Linked DNA regions of Mus musculus: all the other regions are linked to region 2. A link is a contact called in public ChIA-PET data. All regions are on one chromosome and are shown on one strand. The core of a region is the stretch at or near the end of the contact, and the rest is flanking DNA. Distances in the headings are between cores, read along the strand shown. Region 1 holds the start of Osbpl11 (oxysterol binding protein-like 11). Region 2 overlaps Lrch3 (leucine-rich repeats and calponin homology (CH) domain containing 3). Region 3 overlaps Snx4 (sorting nexin 4).

Region 1 (3,549 bases), core at 946-3,445, 170 kb before region 2:
GGTGATATATAGTCCTAGCTGTGCTGGAATTTACTATGCAGATATGAGGCTTGCCTCAAAACTCACAGAGATTCTCCTGCCTGTCTCCCATGCTCCAGGATTAAGAGAGAGCACCACCACGCCCAGCCCACATCTGCATATTGTAACACACGCGCAGTTCATACATATGGATAGTACTCATGATAAATATGTAGCTTTCACAACATCTTGGTTCCTACCCCTTCCAAGTCTTACAAGTGTAGTCAAAGAGTTTAACACAATCAAAAACCAAACCAAACAAACAAAACCAACTAGAATTAAACATACAAGCAGTTACCCAAAATTTCAGTATTCATCAGTGTAGATCCAACATTATAGGATGCCCTAATTCCATTCATTCTTAGAATTATGGGTAGTAATCTCTCCCTATACTATATATATATATATGTATATATATATATATATATACACACACACATACATACATATACATATATTTTTTTGTTTTACAAACCCTTTATACATATATTTTTTAAAGCACCAAAATGAAGCTTTTGATATTTCTCCAAGTTTTTCATTTACATTAATAAAAACTAACAAATGGCCGGGCGTGGTGGCACACGCCTTTGATCCCAGCACTCGGGAGGCAGAGGCAGGCGGATTTCTGAGTTCGAGGCCAGCCTGGTCTACAAAGTGAGCTCCAGGACAGCCAGGGCTACACAGAGAAACCCTGTCTCGAAAAAACCAAAAAAAAAAAAAAAAAAAACTAACAAATGTAGAATTTCAAGAGTTTTCAAGTAGCCTGATTACACTCTACTGCTTATCAGCCTCTGTATTTAAGTCCCTCCCCTTCTCTAAGTCACAAGCAACCAAAGGATAAGATCTTCTCTGACTCTTGTTACTCGAATCATTCCACAAGTTTTGAAGACCAGCATTTGCCTCTCAAAGCGCTGAGTTCCACAGTTTCTGCTCTAAGAGACGTTCAGGCTTGCTTGTAAACAGATTACAACAGAGGCAAAAACCAGAAGTGAGTGTAGAGATAAATCAGAGGAAGAATAAGCCCTTGGATAATCGAGAAAACTCTGGGGTACATTTCTGAATTCCTCAAAGGGCCTCAAAAAATTACCTGTTGAATGAATTTCTGAAGAAAGTCAATCCTGCTCACGAAAGCAGGGTTCTATCTCCAAGTCAGATCATCAGCCGCTTTGGAATTGGCCTTCCAACTGGGATATGCAGACCCCATCACACTCCGAGCCACCCCAGAACATCACTTTGGAGGGCCATACCTGTACTGCCAGCCTTTCGCACTGCCACCGCGGCTGCTGTTGCTGCTGCTACTGCTGATGGCACCCCCACAGCTGCTGTTGCCGCTGTTCTTGTTCGGGGTCACTGCTGTGGCCAAGCCCTCCAGCTTCCCTTCACTCTCGGAGACTTTCATCACCGATGCCGGCTCACCTCCCTGCATCTTAACTCCAAAGTTCATCTGCCCTTCTCGGGCGAGGGACACCAAGTGCAGAGTTATTTTGTAAGTACTTTTCCCCCTTTCTCTCTCTCGTTTTTTTACTCTCAACGGGATCTCAGACCTCGGCTAGAGTGGAAATCGACAGTGGTCCAGAAAAAGAGGACACGCATTTCCACTTTGGTTAAAAGTTTTAAAGAGCACGGGTACCCTTCAGATAGATGCCTCTCCCGAGCAAGAACAAGGAGGACAAATCACCCCGCCAGAGGGCTCGGTGCCACACTCCGAGGAGCAGCCGGGCGGCGCGGGCGAGGTCGCGGATCCTCTGCCTGGGAACGCGGGGCAAGGACGGGGTCCACGGCCCGGGAGCCCCGGAGCCCACGGCCTGACCTCAGGACTCGGGGGTCGGGCCAGCCGCGCCGCTTCTTCTCCTCAGCCGGGTCCTCGGGAGAAAGGGCCCTGTCCAGCCAGCTCCGCGGTTCCCACCGCAGCCCCGAACTGAGCCGGAGCGGTCGCGCGAAGCCCGCGGAGGGTCGGGCAGACGCCGCCGGGCAGGACGCGGGCTCCGAGGCCGCTGAGCTTGGGCCGGAGGCGAGGGGTTCACCGTGGCCTCCTCCGAGAGCGCTAGCCCTGGAGCCCCACGGAGTTCACAGGAGCCGACCGCTCCCTGGAGCTTCCTTAGCCCTAAACGTAAAAGCCAGAGCCAGGGCCCGGGCCGCCGCCCCACCCACAGCCGGTCACCCACCCGCCTGCTAGCTCTCCCCGCCTTCCTTTCCGGTGTCGTGTGAGCTCATTTCCGCTAGCATTGAAGCGGCGGCGCCATCTTTGATTGGGGCAGACGATCCCGAAAGGAGGCGGTGACCGGAGCCTCAAGGGAGAGAAGGAGCTGAAAGAAGCAGTGGGGAAAGAGGCAGCAGGCGGGAGGGAGGGAGAAAAAGGGAATGAAACGGTCTTGCTAAACAGGTCCTATACTCTCTTGGGGAGCCCCATTCCTTGCCTTTTAAGGGAACCTAAAAAAATAAGAATTTACAGAACAAAGTGGGGAAAAATAACTGATCAGTCATTTTTGAGCAACAAAAAACCCAACATGATATTGGACTAAGGTAAATCGTCTTAAAGAAAAGGAAATTGTCTTGGAAATTAGAGCTCTTGGTGATGCTGGAGAAACTTGAAGTAGATTGATATAAAAAGGATTTACTAATAAGCTTACTTAAAAAGGACCAATAACACTGGAAGAAAAGTAGTTTATTGCCACGTTTGTTACAAACTGTAAGAAAGAAAACTTTTACCATAATTGAAGTTTGGGGTCTCTGAAGAAGTTTCTCTTACTGTTTATCCCCTCAGCTTGACCTCCAGTTAGGCTCCACTCCCACAGCAAAAGGAGACAACCTGCCATTATACCCATCAAAGAGCATTCCTAAAACAAGACACAGGGGCAATGCAGGACCACAACCATCTGCAAGGCCCAGCCTGCCATTAACTCTTTGTCTAGGCACAGGGAAAGTTTACCTCTACCAGGTGGGCATGATTAACCTGGGTAACAACTACTTGAAAGAACCACACTGGTGTACTTAAGAAATAATCCTTAGCCGGGTGTGGTGACACACGTCTTTAATCCCAGCACTTGGGAGGCAGAGGCAGGCGGATTTCTGAGTTCGAGGCCAGCCTGGTCTACAGAGTGAGTTCCAGGACAGCCAGGGCTACACAGAGAAACCCTGTCTCGGAAAAAAAAAAAAGAAATAATCCTTGTCTTAGGGTTCTCTGGAGTCATAGAACATATGGAGTGTCTCTATATAGTAAGGGAATTTATTGTAATGACTTACAGTCTGTAGTCCAACTAACCCAACAATGGGCAGCTGTGAGTGGGAAGTCAGGCCTGTGAGGCTAGTATAAGCTGGTCTTCTGTGGAAATAGATTCCAACAGACTTGCTAGCAAGTAAGTACAATCAGTTGAAGAAGAGTGAACCTTCTTTCTTCAAGGTCCTGATGTAGGCCTCCAGTAGAAGATGTGGCTTAGATTAAAGGCGTGTGCCACCATACCTGAACCTAAAACTTGCTTTGTCCCAGGCTGACTTTGAACTCAAAGATTTGCTTACCTCAGTCTCCTAGAA
Region 2 (3,825 bases), core at 1,222-3,721:
CTGTCCTCTAAGAGAGCTTACCATCCAACTATGAAAATACTGGCTCTGGCATGGAAAGCGAGCCTGCTCCCTATGAAGAAAGCACAGCCAGCTTAGTCTTCCATGATAGGTCTTCAGTAATCCAAGTTCCACTTAAAAAAACTGTGTCTTCATTAAAAACGAAAAATAGTGGAAACGGGTTTAATCTCCCCTAAAATGGAGAAAAGGAACACAATATTCCTGGCAGGAATCATGAAGACAGTGCTTCTAGGAACACACCGGGCTCGCCCTGAGCAGGCAGTGCCAGCAATCAAGTCTTCCTGCTCCTTGTTTTGGCTGTGCCATCATGGTGCCAACATGCAGGGCCCTGGGAGTCCTCAGACAGCAGAGAGCTGTGGCTGCTGCTGCTGCGGCTGCTGCGGTGGCGGCTGCTTGGGTGGGGCAAGCTCCAGGAGGGCCTGGACTGTCACTGCAACCTGGCCCAACCCTTTCTCTTCTAAAATGTGCAGAGGCAAGCACAATTGCTCCTGAAAGGGGACAATGTGACATAAAACAAACAAACAAAAAGAAAACAGGATGAACATCACAGAACTGAAGAACACAGGTCCTTCCACCCCCACCCCATAATAATCAAGTGAGTTATGGAAAGTCCCTGGTAAACCCACCCTGCTGAAGGAGGCAGACGTAGGCGTGTCTCACACTGGGGTCACTTTATTAACACAATCACAGTCCATACATTTAGAAAAGCAGAACAGGGGACACACATTTACACAACAGAAAAAAACACTGCAGAAAGCCAGACTTACAAAGCAGGTACAAATGTACAAACTGCCCAAGATACAGTGCAGCTCAAGTAGAAGACAGGATTCATGGAGAACACTCTGGGAAGGACACTTAGGCAGCAGGAACACAGCATGGTTTGTCAATGTCTCTGACTGCAGGAGAGGGGAGGGGAGGCCTAAGTCTAAATGAGTTAAAAGTCATATTTAAAAAGAAACTGTGCCGGGTGGTGGTGGCGCATGCCTTTAATCCCAGCACTTGGAAGGAGGCAGAGGCAGGTGGATTTCTGAGTCTGAGGCCAGCCTGGACTACAGAGTGAGTTCCAGGACAGCCAGGGCTACACAGAGAAACCCTGTCTCAGAAAGAAAAGAAAAAAAAAAAAAGAAAGAAAAAAAGAAATTGTGTTTTAGCTGAGTCTGTGTGACCCTAGGACTGAGGAGGTAGAGCCAGATAGGTCTGTGAGTTCAAGGCCAAGCTTAGTAACTGGCCCACAAGAGATGACTACCATTTGGGTAAGAATGTGGAGTGCTAGTGTACAGGTTTGGTTACTCTGAAGAAAAAAGGCAAAAAGAAAAAAAAAACTTTCTGTTTTTAGTTGAGAATGGTCTTGCTGTAGGGCTCAGGCTGGCCTCGGTGTGAGGGTTCCAGGAACACTCCACCACACTCTCTACCACTTCAAACATTACAAAATGAATTGTAGTAAAATTATAGCAAGTATTTTTTTAAGGCAGTTATTGGTAGTTGATGTAATTACATTCTTATTAAATGCTGATTTCGATAAAGTCACAGCAATCTTTTCATTTGCTAATAAGACTAGCAGTTTTGAATACCTCTGCAACTACAGAGTAGCTTTATTTTCGATGAATTTACACTGGGTGGTAGTGGTGCACACCTTTGATCTCAGTTCTCAGGAGGTAGAGGCAGGCAGATACCTGAGTTCTAGGCCAGCCTGGTCTACAGAGAGAGTTCCAGGACAGCCAGGGCTACACAGAGAAACCCTGCCTTGAAAAACCAAAAAAAACCAACCAAACAAAACCCCAAACAGTAACAACAAAAGGAGGAATCTTCGGTCTGCTCTGCATGAGACACGTTCCCCGGGCTGTCCCTATGGTCTGCTCACCAGCACCCAGGCCTGCGCCTGAGCAAGTGGTCATGTGCACAGTGGTCTAGACACCACTCAGAGGTGGCACTTCCACTTGCACATCAACTTTGTGGGTGGATGGTTCCTAGGAACCCACCACTGCCAGGCTAGACCACAAGGTAGCCTCTGAGGGTTTGTTTTTTTTTGTTGTTGTTGTTTTTTTTTTTTTTTTTGGTACTTTTAAAGACAAGGTCCTGCTGTGTAGCCTAGGCTGAACTCCAAGTAATCCTGTTTCAGCATCCTAAATGCTGGGATTATAGGTGTGTATCATCACACCTGGCTTTAAGTCTGACTCTGCGTGTGTATAAAAGGATCAAACTCTACAGAACTGGACAATAATCACAGATCCAGGATGTCTTATAAATAAACTAGCCCACATGCAGACACTCTGGGAGGCACTGCTGGATAGCACTACAGTCTGTCACTGCATAGCGTGAGCGGTGGACAGTAAAGGACAGCTCTCTTCAGATGGAAGTAGATGAGGGTAAGCAGATGGTCAGTGGACTACAGCCGAGCACTGTGTGGCTGTCACCCCCCAAGCTGAGGGCCAGTGGACTACAGCAGGGTACTGCGTTGCTGTTGTCCTCCTGAGCTGAGGGCCAGTGGACTACAGTGGGGTACTGTGTTGCTGTCATCCCCAAGCTGAGGGCCAGCTTTGTTCATGGAGTTTGGAGACAGCATCTGTAAGGACTGCCATCTGACTGCAGCAGTGTCGCTCCCGGCCTGAGTCCAGACACTATTTACTAAGTGTTCTGAGAGCAGACTGCAGCTTCTCTGGGACGCATGGCTCAGATACAACTGTACAGCCTACAACACACAAACTTCACCTATTAAAAATGGGTCACATATGTTAGAAATGATATGAATTCCAAACATCACATTCCAACAGGTCTCCAGCAGGGGATCTGTTTTCAGGAGCACACATGGTAACCATGGCCAGATCTCCTCAGATGCAGCCTCTGTTCAGCCGCTTAGTGTGCACCGTCTAAAATGGATACACTGGGCTCAGAAGAGCAGTCTGGGAAATCTCCAGTATTTTTAAACTAAAAATCCAGAGCAAACTAAAATTGGTATTTTAAGTGTCCCATGCCTTCTAAATGTCCAAACACTGTTAAAATTGAGGGTAGGTTAGGACTTCAGGGCAGGGACCTAAGTGATAAGGTACTCCAAAGTAGAAATGCTACCAGTATTTTCATGATGAGCAGCTGCTGAAAGGCTCAGATAGTCTTTACTTCAAAACTGAAGTTGTTTCACAGTATAAAAGGATGGCCAGAGTCCTCTAAGACTCAGGATTGCTTTAATAAAAACACTGTGACCTTTCCATGTGAGAGACAAGGCTCAGGGCAAGAGGGGAGCCAGGGACTAGAGGGAACACTCCTCTCGGCTAGCTGTCGCTAGTGCTGCGACCCGATGTACTGTCCTGTGGACACAGGCGAGACAATGCACTTGCAATTTCTCAAGTCAGGGTCTGAAACACACGTGTGTCAGCAGTTCTGCATGAGAAACAAACCTTCACCCAGTACAGGAAGGAGCTGGACGGCGCTGGCTGCGTGGTCAGCTGTAGGTGAAGACCCGGTAATAAAGCACACAGAGAATTAACATTAAAGAACAGTAAAATGCCACAAAACCCAGAAGCTGGACAGACAGAGAGACAAAGCTGGATTCTTCCGCACGTGCCCCAAGAGAGAGCAGCGTTTCAACAGTTCTCTTAAGGCTGAGGTTTAGCTGAAGGATGTCGGAAGGAGAACAGAGATTGTCCTGTCCACATGCGAGCAGGAAAGGAAAACAGAAAAACAAAGTCAGTGCAGCGGATCGCAGACGGCAGAGCTCAGAAACCCAGCATTCTCAGTCGGACACCCCCCCCCCGCAGCATCTCATCACAAACAAGACAACGCTGAAGAACAAGGCTGGCTCATCCCCGCACA
Region 3 (3,679 bases), core at 220-2,719, 250 kb before region 2:
TAGCAAGCACAAGGCCCTGGGTTCCAGTCTATCTTAGTTAGGTTACTATTGCTGCAATGAAAACCTTGACAAAAAACATGTTGAACGGGAGTAGGTGTATTGTATTTTGCTTACACTTCCATATCAGAGTTCATCATCCAACTGATACACACATACACATGTGTGCATAACCCTTTCATACACATGTATGCATAACCCTCTCTCCTTTTGTGAATAGGTAGCAGGAGAGAATATGTTAGAAAAAAATATAAAGATACACACATAAAAAAATGCCATGCCGGGCATGGTGGTGCGAGCCTTTAATCCCAGCACTTGGGAGGCAGAGGCAGGTGGATTTCTGAGTTTGAGGCCAGCCTGGTCTACAGAGTGAGTTCCAGGACAGCCAGGGCTACACAGAGAAACCCTGTCTGGGAAAACCAAACCAAACCAAACCAAACCAAACCAAACCAAACAAACAAAAAAACCCATAATGATATTCATTATTTTTTGCATTTGTTACCTTAAAATTAATACATAAAAAGAGATCTGAAAACAAAGAGAGTAGTTTCTTTTATTTTTACTAGAAGAACTTCAAGTCTATATAAAAAAAAAACACAAAAGAAGTGGTGGTTGACAGGTGGGAGAGTATGAGTGTGTGTGTGTGTGTGTGTGTGTATGTGTGTATGTATTCTGATGTTAATTCTGCTTTCTCAAGAGTGCTGCCCCATGAGCAGTTGATCATGTACTCAGGTGATCACATATGAACCCTCTCCCCATTTTAATTGCCCAGAGCCTATGACTGGGCAGTGGAAGGGATAGGTGGGACAGGATGTCTTTGAGAGGAGGGCAGGGAGAGAAAGGAGAATGAGAATGGAGAAGAGGGCAGAAAAAAGGAGGAGGAGGGGGAAGAGGAGGAGGAGGAGGAGGAGGAAGTCATGAGGGAGCAGAACCAAGTGGCCAGGAGAAACCACAAATAGCAAAGGGTCTTATAGCTGGGGACTAAGTTAGTATGTGTTAGATCTGCCCAATCTAGACATATATACTAACTGGATTGAGTATTTTTTATACGGGCTTATTTGGGTTGGAAATTCCAAGGACAGTCCACAGCCATTATCTATGATTGTCTTGTGCTCTTGAGTGTTGTGATTTTTGCCAGCTGCAGATAGTTTCATGACTTGGCAGATTTGAGAACCCTGAGAGGGCCTGTTGCAACTGTTGCTCCCCTTGCTGGTGTTCCACACACACACACACACACACACACACACACACACAACCCTCAACTGCTGCTGGTTCCTCCTGCTGTTGTATTTGTTATTGCTAGTTTGCTGGACTGCTGGATATTCTGACAGCAGACTGGACTTGCCCCAACAACCCTAATCAACAGGAAGTAGCCTATAGAAGTCTATGCCCCCCACTTCCCTTTCCCTTTCTAACCTACCTAGTGTTGGGGGTGTTAGAACGGGTTAGGGTGGAGTAACGGCAGGAAGGGTGGTAGAGATAAGAACACAATAAAGTAGGCAAACCCACACCAACACTCCAGTGAGAGAGTACAAGGGCAACACAGATTGAGCTTTTTTTCTTTTTTCTTCTTTCTGTTTGGGGAGGTCTCAAGGGTGAGAGTGAAGCTGGGAGGACTCAGAAGTGAGTGTGCTCAGTGTTCATGATATAAAGTTCCAATAATCAAAAGAAATATTATAGGGAGAAAAGCTACACAGGTTGTGGCGATGACTCAGTAAAGTGCTTGCTATTGATGCGTAAGAAACTAGGTTTGGTATCCCAGTACTCACAAGAAAAGCCAAGCAAAGTGCTGCACTCTTAATTCTAGCACTGGGGAGGAGGAGGCAGGGGGATCTCTGTGGTTTCTAGCTAATTCAATTTGCTAGCTCCAGGTCAGTTAGAGACATTGGCCCCTCGCCCCAAAAAAGGTAGAAAGCGATTCAGGAAGATACCCAATACGAAAATCTGGCATCTACAGAAGTCCATGTACACGTGGACACACACGAAATGCTACAGGAAAAGCAAGAGTTACGTTACATTGAGAAAACTAGAGTTATGCATGACTTACTAAAAATGGATTCGATGATGAAAAGCAGATAATATACTTAGGAAGCATGCCCAGGAAAACGCAGATAGTGATGGGTATTTATATACACAAGAGAAAGTAAGAGCCAGAAAGAAGCCCTTCAGCCAAAAGCAAGCTCAAGAGATTACCTAAGACAAGCCGGTAACCATCAGGATGGTGAAAACCTCACTGGCTGAGATGCACATACCCTAAACTAAACCTTCCGACTCACCACCATCTGCTCCAGGGAAAACTCTCTCAAATTTGAAAGCACACACTGATAAAGCAAATTCCTTCTCAGCCCAAACAATAATGCATTCTCATGATGTTAGTCTGTCATACTATCCAGTTAGAATAAACACAAAATCTTTAAAAAGCACAAGTTCAAGAATAATAAAGCTGTTGGGCAGTGCTGGTGCACACTTTTAACCTCAGCATCAGAAGGCAGAGGTGGGTGGATGTCTAGCTAGCCTGATCTACACATCAAGTGTCAGACCATCCAGAGACAATACAGCATGTTGGCAAACTCATCTCAAACAGTTTCTGGGAAAAGGCTCTTCACAGTCTGCTTATATTATGGTTTGAATCCGCAACGTGTCAGTGCTCCCTCTCACCCATCACCCCCTCAGTCCCCTGCTGGTGGGGTAACTCTGTAATCTGGTAAAACCTTAGGAGGTTGTATTATGGAGGAACTAGGTCACTGGGGCAGTGTCTTTGAAGTGGCTTCTCCCTGCCTGATGAAGGGGCAGCCTCCTTCACATGCTCTAGCCACTATGACACTCTGCCCCAGGCAGAATGGAGCCAAGCAGTCAGGTACACCAGGGAGCCATGACCAACCCTCAAGTTGTTTCTGTCACGTACTTACTTGGTCACAATTACACAAGTACAGGGCTGGAGAGATGGCTCAGTGGTTAAGAGCACTGACTCTTCTCCCGGAGGTCCTGAGTTCAAATCCCAGCAACCACATGGTGGCTCACAACCACCTGTAATGAGATCTGACGCCCTCTTCTGGTGTGTCTGAAGACAGCCACAACGTACTTATGAATCAAAAAAAAAAAAAAAAAAAAAAAAAGATACAGGTACAAATTATAAATGTGAGGTTTCAAAATGCAGAAAGTTTCCTGAGACCAAGTCTCACTTTGTTCTAAGCTGGCTTGAAACTCATGATGAGGCCCAGGCTGGCCTTGAACTATAGGCATAAGTCAACATACTCTAACTCAAAACAATTTTTAAAAAAGAATTATTTATCTAATTTATATGAGTAAACTTTAGCTGTCTTCAGACACACCAGAAGAGAGGGCATCAGATCCCTTTACAGATGGTTGTGAGCCACCATGTGGTTGCTGGGAATTGAACTCAAGACCTCTGAAAGAGCAGTCCTAACTGCTGAGCCATCTCTCCAGCCCTCAAAACAATTTGAAATGGTCACACATAACACATAAAAAAAAAAAAAATTGTTTCTGTTATGTTTCAGGAAAGTAAAAACTACACAGCCTCCAAATCATTGCCGAGGATAATACTAACGCTATCTCCCATTTTAGTCTGTTATGGATAGAACCCTAAACAAAAACATAAGTTACGAAGCATTAAATATGACAGAATAAAATTAAAAATAAAGTCAGTTAAGGAACACAAATA

What was found. ChIA-PET counts read pairs in DNA pulled down with a chosen protein or histone mark.
Region 1: an RNA polymerase II ChIA-PET map of memory CD8 T cells shows a contact between it and region 2, with 9 read pairs. The contact joins the promoter of Osbpl11 here to the enhancer-like site in region 2. A contact is called at or near these places in 7 of 39 promoter capture datasets (the 3T3-L1 cell line, 3T3-L1-derived adipocytes, the C10 cell line and 3 more), 2 of 484 Hi-C or Micro-C datasets (the N1E-115 cell line and extraembryonic endoderm stem cells), 9 of 115 datasets of contacts at active chromatin or transcription factors (T-cell acute lymphoblastic leukemia, bone marrow-derived macrophages, embryonic limb bud and 4 more) and 3 of 9 other capture datasets (adipose tissue, liver and pancreatic islet).
Region 3: an RNA polymerase II ChIA-PET map of memory CD8 T cells shows a contact between it and region 2, with 8 read pairs. The contact joins two enhancer-like sites. A contact is called at or near these places in 1 of 115 datasets of contacts at active chromatin or transcription factors (memory CD8 T cells) and 2 of 9 other capture datasets (adipose tissue and macrophages).

The regions. Positions count from the first base shown.
Region 1 is chr16:33,183,717-33,187,265 of GRCm38.p6, reverse strand. It overlaps Osbpl11 (oxysterol binding protein-like 11), which reads right to left and starts at 2,195. Exons shown (of 13, transcript NM_176840.3): 1 at 1,266-2,195. The coding sequence starts at 1,462.
Region 2 is chr16:33,009,022-33,012,846 of GRCm38.p6, reverse strand. It overlaps Lrch3 (leucine-rich repeats and calponin homology (CH) domain containing 3), which reads right to left. Exons shown (of 21, transcript NM_001081255.1): 21 at 1-506. The coding sequence ends at 357. Among named protein-coding and RNA genes, the nearest start is that of Iqcg, 45 kb to the left of the region's middle. Within about 2 kb of position 2,471, at least 28 of the 459 cell types and tissues checked have an H3K27ac peak or open chromatin away from gene starts, as enhancers often do. A contact at or near this core is called in memory CD8 T cells and microglia, where this site is marked.
Region 3 is chr16:33,259,476-33,263,154 of GRCm38.p6, reverse strand. The region is part of intron 1 of Snx4 (sorting nexin 4); the gene reads right to left. Among named protein-coding and RNA genes, the nearest start is that of Snx4, 9.9 kb to the right of the region's middle. Within about 2 kb of position 1,469, at least 79 of the 459 cell types and tissues checked have an H3K27ac peak or open chromatin away from gene starts, as enhancers often do. A contact at or near this core is called in memory CD8 T cells, where this site is marked.